5 separate regions of the Mus musculus genome follow, and all the other regions are linked to region 1. A link is a contact called in public HiChIP or PLAC-seq and promoter capture Hi-C data. All regions are on one chromosome and are shown on one strand. The core of a region is the stretch at or near the end of the contact, and the rest is flanking DNA. Distances in the headings are between cores, read along the strand shown. Region 1 holds the start of Nap1l4 (nucleosome assembly protein 1-like 4). Region 2 holds the start of Cttn (cortactin). Region 3 holds the start of Ins2 (insulin II). Region 4 holds the start of Th (tyrosine hydroxylase). Region 5 holds the start of Ascl2 (achaete-scute family bHLH transcription factor 2).

Region 1 (5,925 bases), core at 1,140-3,639:
TGGAATACAGATACAAGCCAACACACCCACTTACATTTCCTTTTAAGTAAACAAAAAAACCTTGTACTCACGGGCTAGAAGTCCCCAACAGCTCATTACTACTGCCTCTTTTTCAAAACAGGTCACCTGGGGCTGGATGCAAGCAGCAAAGAACTCACTGATGTGCCTATTTCACACTGAGAGTTGCCCTTAGACCTTCAGATTTAAACTACCCTTTCTTAAATTTCTAACTTATTTATGTGTATGGGTGGTTTCCCTGCTTGTCTGTGCACTACTTGCAGAGGCCAGAAGAGGCTGTTGGAACCCTGGGACTTAAGTTATAGACTATTAGAAGCCACCTTATGAGTATGGGACTCAAACCTAGGTCCTCTGCAAAAGCACACAATGATCTTAACCACCCCTAAATTAACTCTCTTGTCTAGGATTTTTTTTCTTCCAAAAACCAAAATTTTAGGTACTGGCAGTTAAATTTTTATACAAATACAACATAAACTTTTATACACAACATAAAGACAGCTAGCAGGGACAGTATACTTTCACTAACAAGAGGCAAACAGGAAAAAAAAAGTGAGATAGGATCTTGCTGTTTTTCCAAGACAGATTTTAAACAGTTCCAGAGCAGTTGGGAATCTAGGTGTATACTGCCATATCTATCTTAGCTGGGGCATTTTAAGACTCAAGTACAAAGTCAGACCAAAGTGGTGAACTACCTCATTTCTAAGAATACCACCCCTGCAGGAGATTTATTGCCCACTGGTATATTCTATATACTCAACTACACAAAGCCAAATGGCCAGCTCACAAGCCATGATTTCTGAGAAGATCCCAAAATACATACATTTTCCCCCAGAACTTTGGTAATACAATTCCAGAATTTTCAAAAAACGATAAAATCACTATTATTTTCACCAGCTATTCTATATTAACTGTGAAAAACAGTTCGGGATTTAAAGCTAAAACATCAAAATGTGTTTAAATGTTATGACACTGTGAACCAATATTGGTCAACTAAGGGGGGGGGTTGAGACCGACAACTGAGTTTTACAGCATCTACTTTAGTTAAAATGATACAGCTGTAGACTACCCGACAGGTGAACTATACTCTAGTCCTATCAAAGCCCTGCTTTCTCTGAATCTTACTGTTCATCTGAATATTTGTTTCAATACGTTATTTATTTAATAATAAACATTTATTATTAAAACTGAGCCAGATTAAATCTATTTGAATTTAGATGCAAGGTACCATCACACTTAACCTATCAGGGACTTAATTTGCAATACAGGTCGAATACTCCTATACCAAAAAAAAAAAAAAAAAAAGAAGAAGAAGAAAAGAAATCAGAACGTCCCAAAACCCACTTCTTTTCGAGCACATTTTGGATTTCCAGATTAGGTACGCTCATCTGTCAGACCTACAAATATTCCACAAACCGAACCACTTCAAAACCCAGGCGTTTCTTGCTAATGCACAGTCAGCCTGTTGCACCTACATCACGTACTATTGTGAATGAGTTAAGACACGTCAGGAGCTTAAAGGAGCCCCTGGTGTGTAGTAAGCGGAGATTAGTCACCGAGAGGAAGCAACTACTATGACAGGAAGGCGGCAGTAACTTAAAAGCATTTAACTTTTGGACCAAAAACTTAAACTTGAGTCTTTTTGCTGTGGAATATGCATATGCTCGTTACCGCAGCGCACGCGCCGGAAGCTACCGCGGAAATTCCTCCAAGAGGCAGCGAAGCAGAGTTGGAGGAAGTGCGGGCCAACTTGCCCCAAGGATACCCTCGGAAGAAGGGGTACTGCTGACGACCCTGAACCCGTTAGGGGCGCCCGGGTCTGAAGGCTCAGTGTGTGTCACTAGGCTGGCTCCGCCTCCACCGCAGGCTCAGAGAGTGAGGTCTGGCTCAGAGACCGGGGCACTGTGCGGAGAGCATGCAAAGCCCGGAAGGGCGAGGCGGCGGCCCAGTAGACCCCTTCCTTCCCAGGCGCGGTCTGAGACGAGGCGTACCCAGGCCCACCTCGCTGGGGAGGCCTTGTCCTCTCAAGGAACCGCCTGCGCCGCTTCGCGTGGGTTCTCGGGCGGCGGGAACAAAGCGCGCTGACCTTCAGCCGGGGGCGGGGCTGCACGGAGGAGGGACCGGCCCGCCATCCGCCGCCACCCGCCACCCGGACCTCTGACCCGGTCGCCGCCCGCCTCTGCTCGCCGCCATGGCGCGTCGGCCTGCCCGCGCCGCCCACTCCTCCCCGTCTCCGCCTCCTCCGCCCCAGTCCCTCGCCAGCCGCCCGCCGCGCCGTTACCCGCCAGCACCGCACCTCGCGCCTCCTGCGGCAGTGGCGCCTGTCCTAAGCTCGCTCCGGGGCTGCACCGCCGTGGTCGCCAACAAAACCACCTGCCATTGGCCGTATCGCCGGGCTCCACCCTCTGCGAGCAAAACGGGCGACGAATGGACAATAGAGCTGTTTATCAACTGCACCAGGCACTAGGAAAGGCGGTATCCAATCAAAATCTGTTGAGGGAGCACGGCGTCCAGCCTAAGCCCGCGAGCTATATGTAGTTAGAGTAGTGACGTGTGTTCCGGCGCACGCGCAGTTCGTGCTTCTTTAAAGGGGCTGCTGGGCGCGCGTGTAGGACTTTGGGCTTGTTACAACCTCTAGGGTTTGAGCTTCCTGGACCACATCGGCAACGCTCTTTCCAGATTACTTACAACTCCCTGCCTTCCCCCGGCCTGGGAAAAGCACCGCCTACTTCTCAAGGCCTTCTGACCCTCTGTCTACAGTGCCTGCCTGGCATGGGACTACCCTTCTGATAGAAAAGTTCAGCACATCTGTACTGGCTGGTTTTGTGTGTCAATTTGATACAAACTAGAGTTATCTGAAAGGAGGGAGCTTTGAGAAAATGCCTCCATAGGATCCAACTGTAAGGCATTTTCTCAATGATTGGTGGGAGAGGACCCAGCCCATTGTGGGTAGTACCACCCCTGGGCTTATTGGTGGTGTCTGTAAGAAAGCAAGCTGCACAAGCCAGTAAGCAGCACCCCTCCATGGCCTGTGCATCAGCTTCTGCCTCCAGGTTCCAGCCCTGCTTGAGTTCCTATCCTGACTTCCTTCAGTAATGAACAGCAATATAGACGTGTAAGCCAAATAAACCCTTTCCTCCCTAACTTGCTTTTTGGTCATGGTGTTTTCATTGAAGCAATAGACAACATCTGATAAGAATAAATAACTTGCTTGCAGATAATGTGTGTTTTCCTAACAAATTCTACGAACAGGGCAGTTGGAAACAAAGCTGGGTATGGTGCAACATGCATGCCTTCAATCCCAGTACTTCTGAGATAAGAGATACAGGTGACAGAATGAGCAGTTTGTCACTTCCAACTATGTAGCCAGTGTGGGGCCAGTCTGAGCAACATGCAACCCTGTCTGAAAAACAAAAACTTAAAATGAAGTGTGGTTACTGAAGGCCAGAAGGTCTACAGCATTGTTTTTCTGTATTACTTCTCTTTCATTCTTAAATTGGAACTATGTATAAACAGTTTCGCTTACAAAATTAAGGAAAGTAAATAAGCTCGTATGTTTTTACTTACATTTTTTTCTGACATACATTTTTTTTTCCTGACATTTTGATTGGTTAGTGGCTGGTTTTGCTTTTCCACGACAGGGTTTCTCTGTGTAGCCCTAGCTGTTCTGGAACTCGATCTGTAGACCAGGATGCCCTCAAACTCACAGAAATCCACCTGCCTCTGCCTCTCCGGTGCTGAGATTAAAGCCGTGCAGCAGCACCACCAGGTTTTTACTTCATTTTTATTTGGGGAGTGGATGTGGTTAAATCAGACAAGTATAGAAAATAGTTTGGTAGCCAGGGACTTATTTGGTTTGGACTACACATAATGCTTTTCTAATAATGCTCTGGGCAGTGTAAAAGTCCCCCCAACATATTTTTAAAAAAGATTTATTTATTGTATATAAGTACACTGCAGCTGTCTTCAGACACACTAGAAGAGAGCATCAGATCCCATTACAGATGGTTGTGAGCCACTATGCGGTTGCTGGAATTGAACTCAGGACCTCTGGAAGAGCAGTCAGTGCTCTTAACCGCTGAGCCATCTCTCCAGCCCAAACCCCCCTTTTTAATATTAAGTAAGACACCAGGCAGTAGTGGCACACACCTTTAATCCCAGCACTCAGGAAGAAGAGGCAGACAGATCTCTAGAAATTCAAGGCCAGCCTCGTGGGCCTGTCACAGAGTATTTCTGATCTGTACTATTCACTTTTGGATACTATTTCCTTGCTACCTTACAATCTGTGTGTATCTTTATTTCAATTCCTTGAATAAAACACTCAGACCCCAATAACTGGTAATAAGTTTAATAATGGTATTTCATTATTTATTATCTCTAAGACAGGGTCTATGTAGCCCTAGCCTGTTAACTCATAGAGATCTATCTGACTGCTTCTGCCTCCTAGGATTAAAGTTATTCACTACCATGCCTGGGTTAATAAAGCTATTTGAATACAGGCTGAAGCATAGGGATTAAGAGAGGTGCTCAGAAGGTGTGGGGGGGGAGGTCTACAGCATGACACTACTTAATTTTTTTTTAAAGATTTATTTATTATATGTAAGTATACTGTAGCTGTCTTCAGACACCCCAGAAGAGGGCATCAGATCTCATTACAGATGGTTGTGAGCCACCGTGTGGTTGCTGGGATTTGAACTCAGGACCTTTGGAAGAGCAGTCAGTGCTCTTAACCGCTGAGCCATTCTCCAGCCCGACACTACTTAATTTTTAACATTAATAAAATGTTTAGTCATTTTTTTTTGTTTTTTATCTACAGATTTCTTGGTATAGTTCTGGTTGTCCTGGAACTTGCTCTGTAGGCCAGGCTGGCCTCAAACTCAGAGGCTTCTGCCTCCCAAGAACTGGGATTAAAAGCATGTACCACCATCACCCAGTTTAAACTTAATCTTTAACTATCACTGTAAATTACATTCTTTGAGCACTCTGACTTAGCCACAAGTTCACATCAACAGCTGATCTTAAGGTAGGCAGGTTAGCCTGGCTTTCTCTCAGCAGCATGCACTCATGTCTTAAATATGAACTATCTTTCATCTAAGACTGTCTCTTACTCTATGCCTATACTTAAATCCAAAGCATGCACCATTTCTTATCTCTGCTTAATAAGCTTGCTAACTTTGCTTCACTATGACTTGTCCTGAAATTCTTTACTGTGGTACAATCAAGGTTCCAATTTTACCTGACTGGAGGTCTCTGTGGAGGGAGGAAATGTACTAGGCTGGGCTATGTGCCTTCACTGCTGCTGACAAGGGTAGCAGGGAGGTATTTCCTCAATGTAGCCTGGGGCTGGAGCAGGGAGTGCAGTACCAGCCCAGCCTCCCCATGTCAATTTATAAAAAGCATTTAGTTTGGCTAGCAAATAAGGTTACCAAGCAGGAATGAACAAATTGTCTTCGTTTCTTAGAAATGAGTCTTTTGGGGGGCTGGCGAGATAGTTCAGTGGTTAAGAGCACTGCCACCTGTCCAGAAGACCCAAGTTCAATTGTCAACACCCACATGGCAACTCACAACTGTCTATAACCCCAGTTCCAGAGGATCTGGCACCCTGACACAGACATTCATGTAGGCAAAACACCAATGCACATGAAATTTAAAAAAAAAAAAAAAAAAGGAAAGTAAAGAAATTAGTCCTTTTGCCTGGTAAAGGTTGCTTTGGCCAGCATTTTCAAATTCAAGTCCCATCTATTTATTTAACAGTCTCAAACCAACTCTTTCCTTTTTCTTTCTCCTTTTTTTTTTTTTTTGAGACAGGGTTTCTCTGTGTAATCCTGTAATCCTGGCTGTCCTGGAACTCACTCTGTTGACCCAGGCTGGCCTCAAACTCAGAAATCTGCCTGCCTCTGCCCCCCAAGT
Region 2 (5,925 bases), core at 1,485-3,984, 920 kb after region 1:
CTATAATCCCAACACTCAGGAGGCAGGAGGATGGCTGCAAGTGTAGGGGGCATGCTGGTGTACGTAGTGAGTTTCCGGTTAATCAAAGCTATAGAGATCCGTCTCAAATGCATCCCAACCACCACCAAAAAGGGAGTGGGAGGGAGGAGTAGAAAGAGAGACACATACAGACAGACAGACTCCAGGTTTGTTCCTAGGCTGGCCAGAACTCCTTGGTCTTAAGGTCCTCTGCTTCAGCATTCCCAGCCACTGGGACCATGGGCATGCACATTCTATGTAGATCTCTGAGAAGGCCAAAACTGTTTGTGGTGATGGCTGTACAACTCTGAATACATCGATAACCACTGAACCCTTCAATCGGGTGATCACGTGTAGGGTGAAATATCAATAAAGCTGATAGAAATCAGACGGGGACAGAGAAAGCCACTCAGCCCCACACAGCCAGCACGAAGCTCAGTCAGAGAGGACCTAGTCACAGGATGGAGGAATCCACCATCTTGAGGCCCTGAACCTGATACCTATAGCGCAGCGGAGCAAAGGTGGCTGGGTCAGGAGTTGTTATGGAAAGGGCAACCCCCACCCCATGCCTATGGAGGCCAGTGCACAGACGGAGTAGGCTAGCCTGCCCAGGACTCCATTAAGAGACAAGCTGGTAGGCAGACACGACCATGCCCAGGACAAAGACCAGGGGCACAAGGAGGTAAGGATGCTCAGGACGGTGCGGAGTTATGCCAGGTGCCTTCCCGACTAACAGGTCAAAGTCTGAAGGGCCAATTAAATTCCCTGGCATTTTACAAGGTGTTAAAGGCATAACTGTCATAAGCCCTCAATTAAAGGTCAGCTCTAGGGCCAGGGCTAAAGTTGGGTGGAGAAGCTGTCTAGCAAGGCCCAGGGTGCTCTGGAGACCTAGTACCACAATCAGTTCTTCAACCCCACCTCTGCACTCTTCTACATCTGAAGCTCCCACAAAAGCTGCTTCTCCCTCCTTCAAACTTCTGGTGACAACCTTCTCAGTCAAACAGAGAAGCAGTGTTGACTCAGGGCCTGAACTGGTGACTCACTCTGGGTGAGCCAGCAGAGGCCTGACCCCTGGTGGACGCTGGGGGAGGGGGGTGGGGGGTGGGCTGTAAGTTCTGACTGTGAGGGTCTACTGGGTGGTGAGGACTTACTGGAGCTTGGGCTACTTACTGGCAAGGCCCAGGCAGTGCAGCCAGGGCAAACCACTAGGAAGGGCTAAAGCCTCTGCTTGCTTCACTGGGCACAACAGGGAATTCCTTCTCCCTGGCCACAAGTCCCCATCCCTCACACGGACCAAGAGGAAACAAAGGAACATACCAGGCCCAAACACCTCTGCAGTGACTGGGCACACACCCAGGAGGAGGGGCGGCTGGATTCCAGGCTCCTTAGCTCCAGGAAGCAAGCTAGGCGCTTGGATTTCCATTGACCCCATTGCAAATTTCCCTCAGGTGCCCAGGCCTTTCCTCAGATGTTGGCCTCTCAGCCCAGTCCTGAGGACTAGAGACCAATGCTGGAACCCGGCTGCTCAGCCTTACCAACTTCCTACAGGTCCTTGGACCCTCATAATTCCACTGGGTTCTGGAACCCCAGGCTCCCCAGGCCCACCAGCTTCCCCCAGGCCCTCATCATTCCACTAGATTCTAGAAGCAAAGTCCCCTTACCCCCACCAGCATCTCCCAGGCCTCAGGTCTACATTCTTTTCCCAGGTTCTGGTACTCTGACTACCACAGACCCATAATTATGCACTCTGACCTAGAACACCCCAAACCGACTTAGCACTTCATCCTGGGTTCCTGCTCTGAAACCCCACCCCTTTCTTTATGTCCAAAATTCCTAGGGCCTGTGTCCTAGGGCCCGCCCCCTCAGAGCCAGACCGGCTGTGCACCCCTAGCTACTCCACAAATGACGGGATGAACGGCTCAGCATTGGTGTCCGAAACCTCCGATCCTTGCCCAATACCCGGGGCTCCGACGTCCCCATCCAGACCCTGCGACCCGGGACTTTGAGCCTCCAATCCTGGCCCTACACCCCGAATCCCGAATCCCAGCGCCACACCACAACCCCAACCCCCCGATTTCGGACCCACACCGCGAACCCTTGGCCTTGACTCTGCACCCCGGTTCCCCCTCCTAGCACTGCACTCCAACCCCCGATCCTAGCCCTGCAGCCCGGGTCCCGACGCCCGACCCCAGCCACACACCCCAAGTCACAATCCCGGCCCCACACCGCGAACACCGGGTTTTGGCCTGGAATCCTGACTCAGGGGTCCCAGCCCTACACTCCGAGGCCTCGACCAACAGATCCTGGCCCTGCACCCCTGGGCCCCGACCCTGCCCCGCACTCGGATCACCTGGGCCCAGTCCAGACCCTGTACCCCAACCTCCCGTCCAGGCCCGGCACCCTGACAACTCATCATCCCACACCCTTCCTGTCCCCCAGCAGCTCTCTAGGACGCCCATCCCCCGCTCACCGCACCAGCAGGGTCCACCAGGCTCCCGCCGCGCCCCGCCGCTCCCTGTGCCCGCTCACTTCCGGTTCCGCGGAGGCGGGGCCGCATCCGGGGCCACGCAAGATCCCGCCCTATTCCAGGCCGTCCCCGCCCCGTATTCCTGTTAGCTGATCAAGAAAGCAGGATACACAGTTCCAGGACTCATAGGCAGCTCGGCCGCCAGTCAGCTGCGGAGATCCGATTTAGAAACACCCGTCAAGCCCTGTCCAACACACATTCACCCTCAACCCAGCTTCCAACCATGTATCCACCCTGCAACTCTCTACCCACGCATGGATCTACACAGCATCATTCACTCCCCTGTCAATCTTCTACCCACCAATCCACCAATCTGTCCTTCTGCCCATCTACCCATACACCCACTCATCTAGCCATACATCTGTTCATCCATTCTTCCATCTATCTGCTTCCTATTGTGATCAAAAAACTGAACCCTGTCTCGAAAAACAAACAAAACAAAACAAAACAAAAAGAACTGATCAAATACAGCTTGGGGAGAAAACTGCTTATTTGGCTCATAAATTATAGTCCATCACTGAGGGAAGGAAGTTAGAACAGGAACTCAGGCAGGGCAGGAACTGAAACAGAGACTATGAAGGAGTGCTGCATACTGGCTTGCTCAGCCTTTCTTTCACATCCCAGGTCTACCAGTGTAAGGGTGGCAACCCACAACGGTGGGTTGGGCCCTTCTGAATCAATCAGTAACCAAGAAAATGCCCCCACAGACTAGCCTACAGGCCAGTCTGATGGCAATTCATCAACTGAGGTTTCCTCTTCCAAGATTACTCTAGTGTCAAGTTGACAAAAACTAACCAACATGTCACCTATACACCCATGTGTCAACCATCCATCTACTTATCTATCCATCCACTCATCTATCTGTCCTAGTTGACATTAACTGTCAACTTGAAACAGCCTAGAATCACATTTTTTTTTAAAAAAATCTCAAATGTGTACTTGTCTTATTTAGGTTATTCTGTGGGCATGATTGTCTTGATACAGGAGGGCCAACCCACTGTGGTCCATCCCTAGACAGGTGTCCTGGACTGTATAACAAAGCTAGCTAATAAGGCAGCGGCCAAGTGGATCACTTAGAGGCCAGTCTGGTCCTGATCAGCCAAGTGAGGGATTCTGTCTCTCCTGCCCCCCTCTCCAGAAGGAGGAGGAGGAGAAAGGAGATGAAAGAGGGAGGTTAGGGATGTAATTCAGTGGTAGAGTGCCTGTCTAGTATGTACAGGGCCCTGGTACCAACCTTAGCACCACAAGGCAGAAAACAAAAGGCTAAACTGTCAAAATTTATGAATAGATCAGGAAGGAAAAAGAGATGTCAGGTGTCAGAGGAGAATGTTCCCATGTGTGTGTGCACAATTCACATGTAAGTGTGCATTCAACTGCATGAGCACACATACAGAGGTCCAAGGACACATTCTGGCATCTTCCTCAGGAAGGCCACTCACTGCTTGAGACAGGATCTCTCTGGCCTGCAGTTCATCCACTAGGCTAAGCTGGCTGGTCAGCAGGCCCCAGAGATCCTCCTGTCTTTGCTTCTCTGCTGAGGGGATTGCAAATGTGCACCACTCCACCCACCATCCTCTCATTGGTTCTGAGGATCACACTCAGTCCCTCATGCCTGCAGAGCAAACACCCAGCCATCTCCTAGCATAGGGTAGTTGTTGTTGTTCTTGTTGTTTTAGTAAAACCATGGTCTCAAGTGTTTTGTTAAATAAAAACTACAGGCATCATTTTATACTAAGTACCTAAACCGTGCCCAACAAGTGGGGTCAGTCACTTAAGCTAAGTTCCACGTACCCAAGCTGAAAAGCCAAGCTCTATTCTTGAACCAGGGACAGTGGTGTGTGCCTGAGTCCCTGTGATGGGGCACCTGAGACAGGAAGATGGCTTTTGCCTGAGCACCATAGTTGAGAACTCACCTCCAAACCAGAGATTTGTTTACCCTTCTGAGAAGAGGTAGCAGCTAGAAAATCAGTAACTTCCAAATCACACAAGGACCCCCCTCTTGCTGTAACTCTCACATGGGAACAGCTTAGAATCAGAGGTGCAGGTCAGTGAGATGGCTCAGTGGGTAAAGGTGCCTGCCACCAAGCCTGACAACCTGAGTTCAATGCTAGTAAAATAAGTAGCCCACTGTGTGTCTTGGTTTCTTCAAACTATTCACTGGGGTGTACCTCAAAACTACCACCAAACAAACAACACAGCCTTCTCCCCTCAGCTCCAAAGAACTACTGACTCAACAAAGTGCTGCTATATTCTAGACTCAAAGTCAATTAAGATCCATCAACTAATGAATAATTTGCCCCCATAATATTCACAAAAGCCTGAGGTCAGAAGAACAAGTGAACAGTGTTTTCTGGCCACAGCAGAACTGCTGTACTCAAGAACTCCTAACAGCTGTAGTTGCTGGCACAAGATTAAGCCAATCAACATCCCAGAATGGACTGGGGATGGGGCTCCCACCACTAGCTCAGGAGCTATTGGCAGTTGATAGCTGCTGGAGGGGGTAAGACTGGTTTTGTTGATGGTATGGTTCCTGGTAGGTCAAGTAAGCATGCACACCCATCCACCCACCCACCGAGCCATACATCCACCTATGCAGCCCTCAGTCCATCCATTTACCTCCTCGGGGCTGGGATTCCCAGTGCACACCTCTGTTTGGCTTTTTCTGTGGGTGCTGGGGACTCAGGCCTCAGGTTTGTCCTGTAATCACTACTGGCAGAGCCATCTCCCTAGCCACCGCCTAGCCTCCCACATAGATCTTATTTGATTCAATAATGACGAAAGGAGTAAGATTTTCAGTCTTTTAAAGAAGTGGAAGTAAGTTGATTTGCAAGTATGGATCGTCTGTCTTTGAGGCCAAACAGTTTGTATCCTCCAAAGCTCAGCCCGAAGAGACCAGCGGTTTCAGGAATGAACCAGGAGCCCTGGAATGCAGAACAGGAAAGGCAGTGCACAAAGGTGCTGGGAGCTATTGGCCACTTCTCTGGAGTACAGGGGGATGGTGGGGGTGGGGGTAGGGGTGGAGACAGGCAGAGTGAAGGCAGGTCAGAGTCTGTTAGCAGATTTCCCAGCCTGCAGAGGCATGGAACAATAAGAAGCTCAAAGCAAGGGTAAAGATTTTATTGACCTTAGTGGAAGAAATAAGGGGTTTTGGGGTGAGAACAAATGTCTTGTATATATTTCAGCAAAATTGTTTGGTAGCTTGTAGCTTTGCTTCCCATGGTACTGTAGTACAAGAAGGCTAGGAGAAATACACTTTGTGGTGGTAATGACCTGCAGCGTTCCCATACCTGTCTCTTGCATCGTTTTTCTATTTTCCCCATAGTCAGCTTCACTTCACCCTCGGAGGACTGTGTGACTTCGTATCAATACACAGAGGTCCC
Region 3 (5,925 bases), core at 2,188-4,687, 870 kb before region 1:
CCGGAGACAATGTAATCTAGGGGAGCCAACCTCTAGGCAGCTACATTGGAAGACCATATTAGGTGTTGGGTAATCTATACTGTGAGTAGCATAGCACTGAGCATAGCAGAAGAGTGGCTTCCCTGGCTCCAGGCCTCAATCTCCCCATGTGTAGTATTAGTATGAGTCTCTCCATCCCATATATATGGAGCTGAACTGCTTCATCAATCCAGGCAAGAGGTATATTGGCTATCCTTAGTAATACCCTGGCCTTCCAGATGGTAGGCAGAGGCAATGAGGTCCCCATAAGACACAGCTAAATCTCAAATACCAAAGCAACAACACAGCTAGCTGGGTAAACATGGTTATCACTGCAGACCCCATGGACAAGGGGAGCTCCTGTGCTGCAGGGCTGCGCTGAAGGGCCTCAGCAAGGTCAGCAGGAGTGCCTGAGCCAGGTCAAGGACTGACCTACATGGGGTGACCTAGGGCTTAAAGGAACATCTGAAGTCCTCTGCTGGGATGTCTGGGGTTAGCACCCAGGGTGATGCTGATCAAAGACTGAATCCGGTTTGACCTCTGCTCCCTGGGCACTGGTTCAGTTTGAGTGGCTTCTTCTTGTCCACTCTTGGAGGGATTGAGAGACAGCACATGTCCATCTCTAGTATTCTGCTTCCTCTCCTCAAGGCCAGTAGGAAGTAGAGCTCTAAACTAGAGTTTCAGAATGCCTCAGGAAGGCATGGGGCATGTGCCTCAGCCTGCACAGGTTGGTTCTGGGGCAACCTGCCTCTCCCTTGAGGTCGGAGTCAAAGGCTGCAGGAGTGAAGCCATAGATAGGAATCTGGATATCTGGACCATATTTCTGTTTCTAGAACCCCATAGCACTAGTCCACCACATTTCCTGAAAAGCTTGACTCGCCCCACAAGGCCCAAGGACCCAAAGATTTTTGTTCCCTTTACCCGTGACTCATATGCCCTCCAGAAAGTTTGTGGCACTTGAACAGTAGGGTACCCTATCTGCTACCCTACCCAAGACCCTGGGGAGTTCCATAGAATGACCCCAGGCTCCTCCTTCTTTCTTCTTTTGGGTCCAGTGTCTATCCATCCACTCATCCATTATGTTCATTTCTGGCCTTCCTTTTTCAGGGGGATGGCTGGCTATGGCCTTGTGACATTTCTCTAGGTGGGGCTGTGGTATTGTCACAGAGAGGGGGTGACCAGGAAGGGTTCTTAGCACTGCTGGAGGAGGCTTCCCAGCCAACAAGTACCAGCAAGGAGGCCTATGTCTAGTTCAGAGACTTGCCACCCTGGTTCTGGGTGGAGCTTTGAGGAACAGATGGGTTTGGCTTGGGTGGCAGGCAGGTTGGCCAGCCCTTGTGGCAACCAGGATCACCCTAGGCCCCTAAGCTCTCATCTGCCGGACAGGTGGCACCCAACTGGGCTCAGAGTGTGAAAGAGAGGCACTCTGTTGAGATTTCCCAAAGATCTAGCTGTTTTGTGGCTTTTCTTTAGAACTGAGAATATTTCTAGGGGACTACCAAGCAGTTAGGTTCAAGGAACCTATCTAGCTGGAAGGAGGGGCTGAGAAGTGGTAGGAGGCCCCAACCCTAGGTCTTCCTCATGGCCACCTTGCTTAGAACTCACAACTGGTCATTTTTGAGAAGTGGAGTTCTGGCTCATGCCCAGGGCTTATGGGATCCCTTCAGTACGTCATCCTACCCATGTGGGATGCCTGTCTTCTTCTGAGCACTAAGAGTCACTTGGATAGTCTGAGAGCAGCTGGGGCTATTCTCTGTCCTCCCAGAGCTGGGATAATCTCTTTGAAAATGCCTTCCATGGCCTTCCAGCTCAAGGTCCCAAGCCTCTCTTTCTACCCATTCAGGGAGTCCTTCTAAAATAGCTATGGAAAAAGAACTCAGGAAGGCTAGATGGGAACTGTTGTTGGAATATTTTGGTCCTCTTTCTTATAAAAGTTCTCTGGGGCCCTTGAGGATCCAAGGCTATAGAGCAATAAATTATCAGCTCCTAGCTGCCATCACCCATGCCTTCCAAAGACCTCTAGCTCTTCTCTATCCAGCTAGAAGCATCAGGGGTGGGGGTCATGATCCTCCCGGACAACTCAGGGTGGGGGTTATGGGCTACCTGACGGTATTGGTTATCTTGGGGAAAGGAACTGTCTATGTTCCAGGTTTGGTCTAACAGGTACCTGTGGGAGGTGCCCAGGGAGCCAGGAGAAAACTGGGGATGCAGAGGGAACCAAAGAAGTCTTGGGTAGATCTTTTAGGGGCTATTGTGGCTAGGCAGATAGATAGATTAAGCTGTGGCTACCCTACCAGCCCCACTCATGTCTCCTGGTCCCACATATGCACATGCACATACACACACAACTTGTGCTCATTCAAAGGTTTTATTCATTGCAGAGGGGTAGGCTGGGTAGTGGTGGGTCTAGTTGCAGTAGTTCTCCAGCTGGTAGAGGGAGCAGATGCTGGTGCAGCACTGATCTACAATGCCACGCTTCTGCTGGGCCACCTCCAGTGCCAAGGTCTGAAGGTCACCTGCTCCCGGGCCTCCACCCAGCTCCAGTTGTGCCACTGCCAGGGAGGTTGTGTCAGAGCAGGCCAGGGCATCAGCAGCACAGAAGCAAAGACACATAGGAAAATCCAGTCAGGAGTAGCTGAGCAACCTCCTACTACCCCAGGTTTTCTCGCCCCTTAACCCCTGCAGGTGGCAGGGGTTGCATGCCTGTGGGACAAGTCACTGGTCATGGATGGACACATGGGCCTCTAAAGCCTACTCATCTTCAGTCAGTGCAGTGCTCTATGAGGGCCCTAAATAGGTACCTATCCTGGGATCTAGTCACATGTCCCAAGTTACTACCACCAAGGACCCCTTAAGGCAGGATTCTTACTCATTCCTGGCAGCTGCCATGTTTACATATGTCTAGCTTCCCCCAGAAACGTGTCCCCACTCCCTGGTTATCCCGAGACCCTCCACACCTAGGACACAATTTACAATGTCCCAAGTGTGAAGAAAACCAGGGTAGTTAGCACTGGGGACAGAATTCAGTGGCAGAACTCACCTTGTGGGTCCTCCACTTCACGGCGGGACATGGGTGTGTAGAAGAAGCCACGCTCCCCACACACCAGGTAGAGAGCCTCCACCAGGTGGGAACCACAAAGGTGCTGCTTGACAAAAGCCTGGGTGGGGTGGGACTCCCAGAGGAAGAGCAGGGCCAGCAGGGGCAGGAAGCGCATCCACAGGGCCATGTTGAAACAATAACCTGGAAGATAGGCTGGGTTGAGGATAGCAAAAGTTTCACGTAAGAGAGGAGGCTATATCCTACCTCAAGTCCCTGAGGTCTTAGCTGGGGAGCCAGGCCCACTGAGAAGAGTACCTTCCTGCTTGCTGATGGTTTTTGATTGTAGCGGATCACTTAGGGCTGGTGGTTACTGGGTCCCCACTACCTTTATAGACCAAAGCACCTCCTCTCTGCCCCCTGGACTTTGCTGTTTGACCCATTAAGGGCTCCAGGTGGGGTAGGTCAGCAGATGGCCAGAGGGGCTGAAGCTGCAGTTTCCAAACACTTCCCTGGTGCTAGGTCTGCAGAAAGCGCTCATTGGACGTCAACACCTCTACTTAGTCCTAGGGTAATTAGAGTCTTAACAAGGGGCCCTGATGGCCTGATGAACCAGTTCACAGCAGGGGACATTGTTCCAGAGTGGGTGATGCTTTCTTTGTCCTTGGCTGAGCATTTTTCCACATCATTCCCCAGGAAGTTGCAGTTGGGGACCTAGTATCTTTGTCCCTTGGACTGTTTCACAGTTCCAATTGATAGCTGGGTTCTTAACTCAGCCGAGTCCCCAGCTCTCTCTCAGAGGTAGAAGGAAAGCAGAATTCAGGCAGCAAGGCACTTAATGGTCCCTCCTCCTCTATCTCTCTTTCCATATCCCACTTGGGGGTCAGCTGAGCTGAAGCCCTGTGGTACATCCTCCTGCAGTATCCAATAACAAGATAAGCACCTGAAGGCCAGCAAGTCTCCATATGTAATACTTGCTTCAGAGCTCAAAGCCAGCTGTCTCCATCTGTTAGTGCATGCTCTATTCCAGCTACAAAACCTTTCTCAGCCTCCGCTTGGAGTGGTTGGGGGTTCCTTGACTCTTTCTGTTCCTGATTTGGCACTGTCCTGTTTCCTAGGCAACCAGCAAAAACACTTGGTGCCTTGTGTGAACTAGAACTCTACCCTCCGCAAGGCTTTACAGACACTAGACCCGAATTGTGGGTCCCTTGCTCTCTGCTCCTTGTCCCCCAGAAAGTGCTGCAGACATTCACACTCTGGGTACCTGGGAGACTCCAGTGGACCTACTGTAGCAGAAGATATTTGAATGCAAGAGGAGAGCAGGTGAAGAGCTCAGGCAGGATGGGGTAAGAAGATCAGGGCAGTGTGGAGGGGTGTCCTCAGGACCATAGTGAGGCCAGAGGGCCTTGCTGAGGGTCTCACTGGGGATCCAACCTCCTTGGGAGCTTTTTCTTTTGAGAAAGGAGCTTTGTGGTGTAGCTAGGCTGGTCTTAAACTCAGTCAGTCTTTTTGCCTCAGTCTCCCAAGTTGAGCTATATACCACCACTTCTGGCTCTCCTTGGGAACTTAAAAAGGCTTAAGGTCTTCTTTATGTTTTTTTTTTCTGTGATATTTAAATTCTTTCGGAGGTCTCAGTGACACACAGGGACAACCCTGAGCATCCCCACAGGACTTTAAGGCCTCCGCAGGACCATCATGTAAGCTCAAGACTCTCCGGCGTCTCCATGAGGAATGACACATAGCTTGTATCTTAAAGGAGTTCATGGATACACTAACGCTGCAACAGGCTTACCCCACCCCAAGGTTGCTTACAGTCTATTTTCAGGGTCTCCCTGCGGCTTAAGGCTTCACGTGGCTCAGCAGCAACGCCACCTCCCCATTTCTCTCCCCCATGAGAGTTTCACTGTGGCTCTGGGCTCTCCCTAGAGTCTCAGCTGAACAGATGCCTTTCCCAGAGTCTCTTTGAGGTTTTAGGGTACCCTTGAAGGCAAGGGCTCCCAGAGACAGCTTCAGTTTCTCAGTGGGGTTAAGACCTTCTCTAGGCACTTTTGGAGCTTACAATCTTCCTCAGAGTCTCATCATGGTCCTGCCATATCACCACTCTTTCAAACTCTTACAGTTTCCCCAGGGTACTAAAGGGACTTAGGTTTTCTCCAGATGTTAGTGAAACCCAGTCTGCTTGGGAACTCAGCAGGGTTCACACTGCCTCCCTGGCTCTCATCCAAAGTCATGGCATTCCTGTGGATCTCAAGGGATCTTAGGACCCTCTATAGGACCTCAATGGGCCTCACTGATTTCCCAAGATCTTAAAAGGACTTAACTCTTTCTGTCTTACTTAGTGCCTTTCAAATCCCTGTGAACGAATCTCCCCAAAGAAGCAACTTTGGGAAGGAGAGGTTTTATTTCAGCTCATGGTCCATCATGGAACAGAAGTCATGGTGGCTGAAGTTGGTCTGTCTGTGGAAGCAGAAGCTTGCAGAGATGCTGGCCAGGAATCAGAGTCAGACCGGAAACAGGGCTGGCTGGCCTATAACCCTAACCCTCACTCTTATGGCCCTTTATGTATCAATCAGCTAGGCCCCATGTATAAAAGGTTTCACAATCTCCCAGAACAGCACCACATGTTAGAGACCAAGTGTTCAAACATACAAGTCTATTGGGGAAGTCTCACACTCAAGCCATCACACCAGGGGCTCAGTTAACCCTAAGACCTCTCCCATGGTTGCTGTGGGGTCCACACTATCTCCCAAAGTCTCAAAGGAACAGAGAACCAGAGATCTCAGTGTGGTGTACTGCTTTGAGAAGGGTCTCAGCACAGTCCCCTGTGTTCTCTGGGTTTTTAGAGGATCTTATTCTCTGTCCCATGGTCC
Region 4 (5,925 bases), core at 2,207-4,706, 650 kb before region 1:
GTCAGTCCCTACCTGTGCCCACCCCACAGGACTCAGCTCTGGGACACAAGCTCACCGGATGGTCCAGGTCCAGGTCAGGGTCAAACTTGGTGACCAGGTGGTGACACTTATCCAACTCTGACACTTTCCTTGGGAACCAGGGAACTTCACAAGCAAGAGAGGCAAAGGGGCCCAGGTAAGCATGGGTCCATAATAAGGTTTGGCCATGCTGGGTCCAGCCTCCCCCAGGGACCTCCTAGAGGGCAGAGTTTACTAGGATTCATGAAAAAAAAGTAGAAGGTAGAGCCAGCGTGGTGGTCCAACTCTGTGGACACTTCAGGGTCGTCCCCCCCGCCCAGCAGGATACTCTGCCTCCCACCCCCAGGCCAGGGACAGAAATCCATCCTCACCCTTGTCCTCTCTGGCACTGCGCACATCGTCAGACACCCGACGCACAGAACTGAGGAGGGCAGCCAGGTCGCCACTGGGCACCTCGAAGCGCACAAAGTACTCCAGGTGGGGGCTTCCTGCCAGTGGCCTCTGGGCAGGCCGGGTCTCTAAGTGGTGGATTTTGGCTTCAAATGTCTTCAGGAGCAAAAGCAGGAAGAGAGAGAAGGAGAGAGACAGATGGGGAAGGAGCAATGGAGAGAGGGTGGAGAAGATGAAGAGAGAGAGATGATGACAGGTAGGGAGAGATGGAGAGACATAATAGTGGGAATGAGGGAGACGGAGGACCCTGGTAGGCACTGTCAGTTGTTTGCTTGTTCGTTTGGTTTTTGTTTGTTCGTTTGGTTTTTGTTTTTACCCTTGCCTATGAATTTTGAAGGTGTCAAAATCCAATAGATTGGATTTTGTCTTGTGTATCCATCCAGGAATCATCACAGCTGTGCCTTTGGTCCCCTTTCTGGACAGTTCTGTTTGTCTAGAAAGCATAGCAGAAGGCGCTATCCCCTAATGGTCTCAATTTGACTTACTGGCCACGCCCAAAGGCCTGGATCACACTCCACCATATCAAGGACACAAGTCTCAGGCCATGACAGGGTAAATAGGAAACTCAGGACTGGTGGACAGGGGTCAACTTCATCTTCACCTTCTGTTGCCCAGCAACAAAACACTTAGGCCAGGCTGTCAATTCTGGGAGCTCACAGGGTTCTGGCTTTAATGTCATTTGAGAGTTTTTCTGGGGCAGGGGAAGGGGGGCAGGTCATTAGCCAAAGCAACAGTGTAATCAGCTGCTTCATTGACCCCTGGGCAGCTGGGTAAGAGGCTGTGTATATATAGCAGTGGGTGTCAGGGAGCTGAGATTAACTGGAGGAGCTGAAAGGTAGTCCCTGAGACCCAGCCTCTGATGGCCTGAGCAGCCATATTTCAGCCCTGGCGGTGGGGGGAGGACACAGACATTCTTACATATCTTATGCATGCTACCCCGGAAGGCCAAGCCAACCCACCTCAAACACTTTCAAAGCCCGAGACAGTGAGGAGGGTTTTGTACCCCTCAAGGAGAAGAGCAGGTTGAGAACAGCATTTCCATCCCTCTCCTCGAATACCACAGCCTCCAATGGGTTCCCAGGTTCCGCGGAGGCTACCGCAGCCGCTGCTGCAGCTGCTGCTGCCTCCCGCTCCTTGCGGGCATCCTCGATGAGACTCTGCCGCCGTCCAATGAACCTTGGGGACTGAGAGTCAAGAGACATGCCTGTATCTCCATGCTGCTGCCTCTGCTGATCCCGCCTCCAGGGCTCTGGTCAAACCACTGGGTGCCATGTAGGAGTGGAGGACTAACATGCTAATCAGTGTTCTGACAGGGCATGGTGGGTAGCTAGGGCTGGAGAGCCATGGCAGAACTGGAAAGCAGGGGCTCCTAGCTGCCATCTTCCCAAGATAGAGGTGCCCTGTCACCTACCTCCCAGGCTTAGACCTAACTGAATTAGTGATAGAGGGCTGTGACTCAGGTTGTTTTTCCTGATGTATGTGAGCAGCGCCCAGAGACTGTAGGAGCACAAAGCCTCAGACCTCATGGGGAGTGAATAGCTTGGGTGGTCCATTCAGGTAGAGAGCACTGTACACAGCTTAAACAAGCATCCTTTCCCTCCCAACTCTCTGAGAGGCTGAGCCCTGTGGACACATCATCATTGAAAAAATAAGTGGTTCTTAGCCAGGTGTCCTGTCTAGGCTGTCCTCCTACCTGGAAATAGCCCCCTCAAAATGTCTCCCCCTCCTCCCTTGTCTGAGTACCTCTGTATGGACTCCACTGGCTCTGTGTCTGCCACAGCTGTGAACCAGTATTCCTAATCCCCCAACACTCAGAACTACCTGGACTTCAGAGAGGAGAAGCCTGAACTCTAATCTGGGAGTTGAACTCCCCAAAAGGTTCTGGGTCCTGGGTTCTAGGAACGTCCTAGTCATGGGGAGAAACATGCCCTCTGGAGCCCCCTCCGGACCTCCAGCAGGACACTGTGAATACAGCCAGAGCCCCAGGCTCGCTGGGGAGAACATGAGACAGGGTGGTTCCCAGGGAGCTGAGAAGAGAGTCATGCAGCTAAGAAGTATGAAGGGGCACTTTTGACCCCACAGTTGTCCCCGGAGAAGTGCCTACAAATTAAATTTCTAAAGGTCACACTGGTTTCATTAAGGTCTCTGTCAACCCAGGGCAATAGTTAGATGGGGCCCCAAGGATAATCTGAAAGCCCTTCTTATGAGCTGATTCTCCCCCTGCCCCCGACAAAAGGGACTGTTTGATGTCTTGGTAGCATCTCCCCTTGGTCCCTGTGGCTTCCTAAGTCCTACTCTTAGGGAACACCGAAGCAGACTGGTGGAAGGTGAGAAGGGAAAAAGGAGACACAGAGATTTTCCCAGAGTTTGGGGGGCTGAAGAGGTATGGTAGAACCTGGGCCCCATTTGCACAGGACAGCATCAGGCAGACCAGCCATTTGCTGACCAGGTGTGCTCAGAAGTGTGTATTACAGGAACACCACACTCTATGACAGGCAAGGCTAGAGAACCCAAGGGAGCAGATGAGTAGGGAGGGCTACTGGGGGGACTTGGATCATGGGGCTCTCTCCCAAGACCACCCAGGGGGGATTTTCCCTTACTTCACAAAATAGGACCCACAGAAGCCTGGCACAGTGAAACAGGTCCTGGCTGTCCCTCTCGGAGTCCAGCAGGACCCAACAGAAGCATTTACCCAAGCACAGAACCAGAGCTAGGACCCAAACTAACCCTGAGACGGGATAGAACTAAGACCCACTCCAACCCTAGGTACCAGACACTGGAAAGACTCCCAGCCTGGGGTATCCACCCATTTATAGGTGCAGAAGTTGCTCCAGATACCCCTGGGTGACAGCATGTCATCCTCACCGTGACAGCCTCGGCCTGCTTGGTATCCTGCTCTGAGACGGCTCTTCTGAAGCCCTTGGGCTGTGGCGAGGAGGCGCTGGGGGTGGGCATAGTGCAAGCTGGTGGTCCCGAGTTCTGTCTCCACAGCCCTTGCCAGGCAGGCGGCCTCTTAAAGGCCAGGCTGACGTCAAAGCCCCTCTGGGTCCCCCACCTCCTACCTCCTGCGCATCCTCTCCACGCCTGCTGTGCCTGAGGGAGGCGGGGGTGGGCACAGAGCGAGGGCGACGGACGAGAGAGGCCTCCGTCCCATTAGATCTAATTGCATCCACTGTCGCAGGCACCTGCCTCTGAATCACCCTCCGCCCTAGACACGACATGAAGACAGGGGCTGGCTGGTGTTCTGGGACAGGAGACATCTAGAGCTCTCTAATCAAACCAGGGCATATGGGAGCGCCCATGCTGGATTACCCAAGGGTTCATGTTAGGAAGGCTATATATAGCCCTTGGAGACAAATAAATCTAGGAGCCCTCTCACTAGCTTTTTGGATGTCTTCAAGTCCCCTCCAGGGCACAGGCCATGTCCCCCCAGCCCATGTAACAAAGTATACTATCTACTCACTGCCCCAGTGTATGTGCTGGCACTGGGGCTGGGTCCTCAGGCAGGTCCTATGAGACACAGAATGTTTCAGAAGATTATTCCTCTATAGTGTATCTAAGACTGGCCCACTTTTGCAGGTTCGATTCCTCTGATTATCATCTCCTTGAAGACACAGCCTGCAACATGGTGCCAACCCTAGCCTTTGGCATCTCCCTAGGGTCTTCTGACCTCCCCTCCCTGGGGGGACAGACCTCTGCTTTAGTTAAGAGTATCCTGAACTCCCCCACTCACTCCCTGCATCATGGTCTCGAGCTAGAGGCAGCCCCATTCTCAGCTGGCCCCCATGTAAGGGCGCACTCAGTGATCAACTCTCCCATGGCACCCCAAGGTCTAACACCAAGGGGCCTTTTGATTTCCAGTGAGCATCCACACCCACTTACACAAAGATCCACCCTAGCTTCCTCAGCCAAGGAAACAGGATCTCTAAGGAGACCAGAGAGGGGACCTTTCTCTACTACAGGGGACTTATGCTGAGCCCATTCTATGTCCCTGGAGTCAAGTCCTTCCTTCAGGCAATGGTTCAGGACAACTGCCCAAGCCCTTCAGAGAAAGGTGTCCTCTCACTAAGGGAACTGAGGAAGAGTACCATCTTTATTCCTCTGGATACTGGAGTCTGCAGAAGTGCCAAAGGACAGAGCTCTCACCCTGAAAATGGCCACCCTGAGGTTCTGAGGACCCAGCACACTGAGTATTAGCAGGAGCCAGAAGCCTGGACTCCCCAGCCCCCACCCCGTTTAGCTCTCCCTCTGAAATCTCACTCCACCCTCTAGACAGGGCTTGGACTCTCAGGAGCCAACTGCCTGCTGTACTTACCAGACCCAGCCCTCTTCCTTCCCAGCTTTTTCACACCAGGAACCAGGAGCTCCCGCAGGCTGCCTGCCACATCACTGCCTTGCTGTGCATCCCCCACTGGCCCCCCTTCCCCCCTAGAAGCAGGATAAATGCTAAGTCAGTACAAAGGGAACACTCCCTAACCTCCCCTGCTGACCTGACCCCCACAGTTCCTGTTCCAGGAGTCTGAGGCTCTGTGATACCCAGCTTGGCGCAGCATCTCTCCTCTGCCTTCTCTGAGCAAGCTCCTGCAAATCCCATAACCCCCAGCTCAGGGACTATTTACTCTGCACTGCCTGCTCTCTCTCACTATGGACCCCTCCCCATGTTCCATGCCCCTTTCTGAACTCTTCCTGGGTCAGCAACTCTGCTGGCTTAGCCCACTCCTGTCTCAACATGCCCAGCACATCCCTGGCCTGCCTGGCATCCCAGGACTCTTCTCTGAGTGTTCTCCACAGCCCAGAAAGGGGTCACGTGGAGACATTCCCACCATGAAGGCAGAGCTGGCTGCACCTTAGCCTTCAATCCTGAGGAGTGGGGGCTGTTGCCCAAACCCAAAGGTTATCTATGCCCAGTCCCTAGGTCTGCATGCCCACCACAGGGTCCTCCTTTAGAGGGTGCTGGGGGGATTGCAGGGTGAGGCAAACCCAGGCTGGGTTCCACCCCACCCAGCCTGGCGTTTGCTCAGCTGGCACAGGGTAGGACGGAGCTGTATCTAACAAATCCTGCATAGGGGGCTGCTCTGCAGCAACACGAATGTGGATTTAACCTTTCGGCAAATGTCTTACACTGACACAAATATTGCTTTTTAATTCGTTCTCTTGTCTCGGCTGGAGGTGCTTGCAACAGAAGCTAGGTGGGGGTGGAGGACATGTGCTCTCCAGACCTTTGTCTGTGTCTGAGCTCTCTCAAGTAGCACCTGGCCTAAACTTGAAAACATGATGTCTTTGGACTCTCTTGGGAGATAACTGCTGCCACAAACTCTTGCCTCTGTCCATATCCAGCCTGATAGCACAAACCAGGCCACTGTACACTGTCTATGAAATACATATATATACACAGAGAGAGACAGCTGGTAGACCACACTGTGCCAAGATCTAAAGCATCTGTGGGCACAGAGAAGC
Region 5 (5,925 bases), core at 1,447-3,946, 580 kb before region 1:
CAGATCCTTCCCAGGGGAGAGCCACCCTGGAGGGCAGACACAGGCTCACAGACAGCTACCTTGCCTTCCTAGGTGTCTGAATTGCTTTTCCATCTCTGGAGAGATGGCTAGAGTAGGCACCCAATACCTTTGTATCCACCCATGCAATACAGGTCTCGAGAGAAATCTGGGCTAGTACTATCCACCCCAGCTTAGACCGCACCTGGGGAACAAGGGTGAGACAGATGCAAGGTTGAGAAGGTACAAGGCACTGCAAACACCAATGAAAAACAACTTTTATAGAATAGTACACTTTGCAACAGCAGGGTTCCCACACTGGCCAAACATCAGCGTCAGTATAGGCTTCAGAAGAGGAAGAAGGGTGCAGCCAGGCATCTTGCCCTCAGGGCCCAACCGGTCCACACTTTGGCCAGGTTGGAAAGTTCTAGACAGTGGGGGTGAGGGACAGAGGTCATCTTTATTGTGCTCCAAGCTTAAGGATCCTTTGTATAAAAATAATTCTTCATATTTTCAGTAGAGTCCTACAACAGTTCAAGTTAATTGATAAAAAGTAGATTGTCATTGTAAAAATCTTTATCCTGAGAAATTTCCAAGTCCTGATGCTGCAAGGTCCGGAAGATGGAAGATGTCATTCCGCGGCGTGGAGGCCGAGCAGAGGTCAGTCAGCACTTGGCATTTGGTCAGGCTGCACTAGACAGCATGGGTAAGGCATAGGCCCAGGTTTCTTGGGCTAGAAGCAGGTAGGTCCACCAGGAGTCACCCAGGGATGCAGCTGTGAAGAAGATAAAAGGTGTCAATGTGTACGGACACCGCCCCACCTCCCAAGGCGCAGTAGGCAGTTTCGTTTGCTTGATTAGTTTTGGAGTCTCAACTCATGGGTGCCTCGATCCGCTCAGAGGCGCCGACGGGGGCGGGGCGCACGCTCAGAACCTGCCCGCCGTGACTCAGGGGCCCGCTCCAGCCGACTCACTCCGCACCCCGGCCTAGGACGCGATTTGCAATGCAAACTCACCCCGCCTCCAGCACCCGACTCGGCCAGGCTCTGACAGCACTGGGACCTCGCCGGCCCGGCCCTGAGGCCGCTCCCCTCCCCTGGCCTCCCCTTCCCCCACCCACAGCAGAGCTCTGAGAGGAAGTTTTGCAATCCCGGACAAACAAACGCCGGTCTTGCTCAGGCTTGAAAAAGGTTGAGGAAAAATGAAGCGTGCGCGAAATCCAAGTGATCGCCCCAGCTGAGTCCTGGCTGCACAGGGTCCCCGTGGCGCTAAGTGTCAGGCCCGCCCACCACGTGTCTCCCTTACTGCTTCGCCTCCCCGCCGTCCTGGAACTTACCTTAGGGGGGTGGGATGCTCAGTAGCCCCCTAACCAACTGGAAAAGTCAAGCAGCTCCTGCTCCATCGGGCTTAGCTCTCCCTCGCAGCTGCTTTCCTCCGACGAGTAGGCGGAGCGCGGGGAGGTAGGCTCAGAGCAGCCCAGGCGGTCCGGGGACGGAGACGTAGAGGCGCAGGACAGAGACGCGCTGGCAGGGGAGGCAGAGGGCTGCGCGCACTCATCGGACGGCGGAGTAGCGGGTGTTAACAGCCCCCCAGCGAGCGCGGCACGCACCGCGTCGTGCTCTGCGAGCAGCCGCTGCAGCGCACGAATGTACTCTACCGCGGAGCGCAGCGTCTCCACCTTACTCAGCTTCTTGTTGGCGCCGCCGTGCGGCACGTGCTGCCGCAGCGCCTGGAAGCCCAAGTTTACCAGCTTTACGCGGTTGCGCTCGCGCTCATTGCGGCGTGCCACGGCAGCCGAGCTGCTGCTGGCCTCGGTTGCTCCAGATCGCCGCCGCCGGCTGCAGCGCAGCAATTCCGGAGACGCTTGTCTCCGCCGAGCAGCGCAGGCTCCAGCGACTCCAGACGAGGTGGGCATGAGTCTGGGCAGCGCGCCGCCGTCCATCAAGCTTGCATTCAGCCCCTGGGCCCCTGCTACGAGTTCTGGTGCGGCACAGGAAAAGTGCTCGCGAGGAACCGGGTGCGGTGGGAAGTGGACGTTTGCACCTTCACGGGCCTCAGGCAGGGCACTGCTGCAGGACTCCCTAGGGCACGCGTCGCTGGCCTCCTGCAGTCCTGGGACCCCGTACCAGTCAAGGTCTGAAAGAGTAGGGAAGCGTGGTACTCTCGTGTCCCGCGCGTGCTGTCAGGCGCTCCCCAAGTCTCCCTTTACGCGGCTCAAGCGGCTCCTTTTTTTTAAAAAGTATAGATAACTCTCCTCCGCCCGCCACCGCCTCCTTTCTCACGCCCTCCTTCCTTCGCCTCGCCCTCCCGCCACGCTTCACCCTCCCCTTGGCGTACACATTCTGCAAAGCTGACACCGTGCGCTTCCACCCCCACCCCTCCCGGGTGCAGTTCATGGCCTACTGACGTGCTTCCATGCTCCGGGCAGATGCTTAGCTTATTGCGTCCTCGAAAAATCCTCGAGTGCAGATCCCGAACTGCGCTCCGCAGGTCCCGCACACTCAGGGGCTGAGAGAGGGTCCGAGAGAGGGTCCGAATGTACTCTACAGGCACCTCCACCCGTCCTGGTGCTCAGCCCTTAAGCCCCAAGAGCTGCCAGGTCTCCGCACACCTAGCGCTTGCAGCCGGATGAAGAACCGGACCAAGCTTTGCGGTGACCAAGAGGTAGGAGGCAGAAGAGCGCGACCCCCTAGGGTAGCACGAGCCTCAAACCCGCACCCACGTCCCTCCCCCTGGCGGAGGAGGCGGGAGCCGGGGTCTCAGCCAATCTGGGATCGCCCGTTTGGCCAATGACAATTGGCGCGGTCCTATGCCGGGGCCAGAAGGAAGCGTACGCCTGGCGCGTGGCTCCAGAGATGGGGGAGTGTCTCGCACAAGGCTCCACGCCCACTCCGCCCCACCCTGCTCCTCCACCAGGACCCGGTGTCCACGCATTGCAGGAGCACACCTGTGCCCCTTGAGTGTGAGAAGGGCTTGAGGAGTGGTTCAGACCAGTAATGGGAAATTTCATGTTCCTGGGCACCTGTACCCATTTAGCCCCTCATGCACACCCCATGCCTCTGTGTTTTCAAGAATCCCCAGGACCGGTTGCCCTGACCTGAGAGAATACAATCAAGTCCACTCCTTTCTCACACTGTCACCCATCTGCACCTTACAGCCAGCTCTCCAAGTCTGGGTCTCTTTTCCTAATGGTGAATCTACCCAGACTAGTTTTTGTTCGGTTCCTGGACTTTTTGTTCAATAACACTTCTTCGGATTCCAGCAGACCTCTCAGTCCCATCCTTCCCCTGAGGCCGGTGGAGGGAAGGTTGAAGGGGAAGGGAAATGCACTGACCTTGTCAAAGTCTCAGTTTTGCCCCATTGTCCCAGAAGTGTGCTCTCAAGGCCGTAGCAAGCCCAATTTTTCCCTCAAAGGACTAGGTAGGTGCTTGGGAGCCAAGCAAGACCTATAGGGTTCAAGTGGTCTATCCTGTGGGTAGTAACCTGGAGTTACTTTCTTTGTAAATATCCGACTGGGGGAGGGCTACCAAAACCAGGCTTCTCTCTGCTTTCGCACTGCCTTGGAGCATGTACTGCCAGTGTGGGGCTGCCTGCAGGTTCCATGACTCTCCAGGATTCGTCAAGGCTGTATCATCCTAATCCAGCCTTTTGATAACCTTGCTGTGGGAAGTGGGCAGTGAGTCGAAATTTCCCGGGTGTCTGCTAAGAGCACTTGGATAAGTCTAGTCACTTCTCTGCTGTTTGGAGCAATCCAGTTGGTCTGGGGAGATTGTTAAGTAAAGCACTTGCTGTGCAAGTGTGAGGACCTGAGTTCAAATCCTCAGAACCCATAGAAACCCAAGATGCCAAGAAGAGAATTCCTTCAAACTTCCAGGCCAGCTAGCCCCAGGACTGCAATAATGAACAACAACGTCTATCTTAAACAGGCTGGAAGGGAAGGACCAACATCCAAGATATCCTCCAACCTCCATACACACTGCTGTGCTCATCCTTGCACACGCAAGCATGCACACATATACAGAAGAGATGGAAACAGTTTGTATCCTGGTGCCCTGAGGAGGTTTGATCTGCAAACCCTCACTGTACGGAGACCACTGCTGCCCTGTTTCCTCCCTGCCTTTCCCTAAGTTGTTTTTTGTACTTTTCCTCCATTTAGGGGTGGTGGTGGGAGAGTCTCCTGAAGCTTAGGTTAGCCCTTAATTCACTACATAGCTAAGGATGACTGTGAACTTCAGAACGTCTATCTTCTTCTTATATCTCCAGATAGATTATAGGCATGCACCGTCACACTCATTGTATGTGATGCTGGAGATGGAACCCAGGGCTTCATATATGATACATGCTAGACAATGTGGTGCATTCTAGGCAATCTAGCAACTTAGGTACATCACCGTGTGTCTGTGTGTGTGTCTGTGTGTGTGTGTGTGTGTGTGTGTGTGTGTGTGTGTGTGTGTAAAGACTCACGACTCTTTCAGGGGTCTCACCATATTTCCTTCCTCTCAGGCTGGTACATACCCTACTTCTATAAAGCCAGCATCTCATCCTACTCAGCACCTTTCCCACCTTGGCCCCTCCCCCATCCTGGCCCTCGTACTTTCTGCAAGCCCAACCTACCTTCCTCAGCTTAAAGGTGACAGTTCCCTAGGGATTGGCGTCTCCCTAGGTGTGCCCCTTCATTTCTTAACTTCACGTACCCACATCCTCTAACCATCCTGGTGGCAGTTCTCTTGCTCCAGAAGCAGTTCTCCCCTGATCATAAGAGTTTCATACATCTCTTTTGGGGGGCTTGGGCTCTGGCTCTATCCTTAGCCATGTGATCTTCATTTAAATGTTTTGAAACAGCCAGATGTCCATCAACAGACAAATGGATGGATAAAGCATGAACTGACTCAGAAGGAAATATTGTTCAGCCAAGAGAAGAAATAAAACACTGACTGGCATCATGGTGTTGGTAGACATGAGTGAGTGAAAGAAGGAAAAACCGAAAGACCACATATTACATGATGTCATTTACAAGAACTGTCCAGAACAGGCCAATCCACAGAGACAGAAATAGACACGGGGACAAGAATGAGGGGGAGGTACTGGCTACAGGGTATGAATTTCCTTTTAATCACAATGTTCTAAGGAGCTTGGGGAAATGGCTCAGCAGATAAAGTGCTTGCCATGCAAGCACAGTGGCCTGAAGTTGAATCCCCAGAACCCATGTAAAGCCTGGCATGGGAACACATTCCTGTAACCTCAGCATTGCTATGACACAATGGGAGACGGAGACGACACTCACTGTAAGCTCAAGGGTCAGTTAGCTTAGAATACACAACAACAACAGAGAGACCTTGTCTCAGAAAGGTAGCAGGCAAGGACTGATATTCTGGAGAATCTGATCTCCACACAATCTGGACAATTGGCTATGGCACATACATGCACACAAGCTGACTATGCTACAGTTTACATGGCTGTGGTTTAATGGTTCAATGAAGTGTGTGGTGCATGATTATGTCTCAAAAATCAGCTGGAAGATTTTGACATGGCTTGTGCCCTGCCTGCTCCTTGGCACCTCTCCTTTGCAGGGGTCATTTATCCCTGGCTGTGTGACTCCATCCTTGAGCTTTCAAGCATGGGGCAAAACAGCTTTTTCTGAGGACCTGTTAGCAAATCTGTCATGCTTTGCAGGCTATACAGTCAGTGTCACATGCTAGGGAGCAAATGCTGCCACAGACATTACAAAAACACCATAAATGTTTCCCAGCAAAAGAAGTATAGACACTGTCTGGAACTTCTGGTCCTGTTTATGTACTACAAAATGTTATTTTAATGTTGATGTGTGTGTGTGTGTGTGTGTGTGTGTATACATGTTTGTATGGATGTGGGTGCATATGTATACTGTGTGCATAAGAGTATGTGTGTGAGTGTGTGTGGTGCATACGTG

The links. Promoter capture Hi-C pulls out the DNA fragments that hold promoters and counts their contacts. HiChIP or PLAC-seq counts read pairs in DNA pulled down with a chosen protein or histone mark.
Region 2: an H3K27ac HiChIP or PLAC-seq map of embryonic stem cells shows a contact between it and region 1, with 6 times the contacts expected there. The contact joins the promoter of Cttn here to the promoter of Nap1l4 in region 1. A contact is called at or near these places in 2 of 39 promoter capture datasets (embryonic stem cells and liver), 6 of 115 datasets of contacts at active chromatin or transcription factors (bone marrow-derived macrophages, embryonic stem cells and extraembryonic endoderm stem cells) and 2 of 9 other capture datasets (embryonic stem cells and pancreatic islet).
Region 3: a promoter capture Hi-C map of hippocampal neurons shows a contact between it and region 1, with 2.3 times the contacts expected there. The contact joins the promoter of Ins2 here to the promoter of Nap1l4 in region 1.
Region 4: an H3K4me3 HiChIP or PLAC-seq map of craniofacial prominence shows a contact between it and region 1, with 4 times the contacts expected there. The contact joins the promoter of Th here to the promoter of Nap1l4 in region 1. A contact is called at or near these places in 1 of 39 promoter capture datasets (maxillary cranial neural crest), 1 of 115 datasets of contacts at active chromatin or transcription factors (craniofacial prominence) and 1 of 9 other capture datasets (adipose tissue).
Region 5: a promoter capture Hi-C map of second pharyngeal arch cranial neural crest shows a contact between it and region 1, with 5 times the contacts expected there. The contact joins the promoter of Ascl2 here to the promoter of Nap1l4 in region 1. A contact is called at or near these places in 5 of 39 promoter capture datasets (embryonic stem cells, hippocampal neurons, liver and 2 more) and 2 of 9 other capture datasets (adipose tissue and pancreatic islet).

What each region holds. Positions count from the first base shown.
Region 1 is chr7:143,546,731-143,552,655 of GRCm38.p6, forward strand. Nap1l4 (nucleosome assembly protein 1-like 4) reads right to left here and starts at 2,390. Exons shown (of 16, transcript NM_008672.3): 1 at 2,312-2,390.
Region 2 is chr7:144,468,201-144,474,125 of GRCm38.p6, forward strand. It overlaps Cttn (cortactin), which reads right to left and starts at 2,735. Exons shown (of 18, transcript NM_007803.5): 1 at 2,489-2,735.
Region 3 is chr7:142,676,289-142,682,213 of GRCm38.p6, forward strand. Ins2 (insulin II) reads right to left here and starts at 3,438. Exons shown (of 3, transcript NM_001185083.2): 1 at 3,374-3,438; 2 at 3,059-3,259; 3 at 2,368-2,570. The coding sequence starts at 3,245. The coding sequence ends at 2,425.
Region 4 is chr7:142,896,539-142,902,463 of GRCm38.p6, forward strand. Th (tyrosine hydroxylase) reads right to left here and starts at 3,457. Exons shown (of 13, transcript NM_009377.2): 1 at 3,334-3,457; 2 at 1,428-1,652; 3 at 390-564; 4 at 56-144. The coding sequence starts at 3,423.
Region 5 is chr7:142,966,568-142,972,492 of GRCm38.p6, forward strand. Ascl2 (achaete-scute family bHLH transcription factor 2) reads right to left here and starts at 2,697. Exons shown (of 3, transcript NM_008554.3): 1 at 2,404-2,697; 2 at 1,333-2,132; 3 at 255-772. The coding sequence starts at 2,413. The coding sequence ends at 1,351.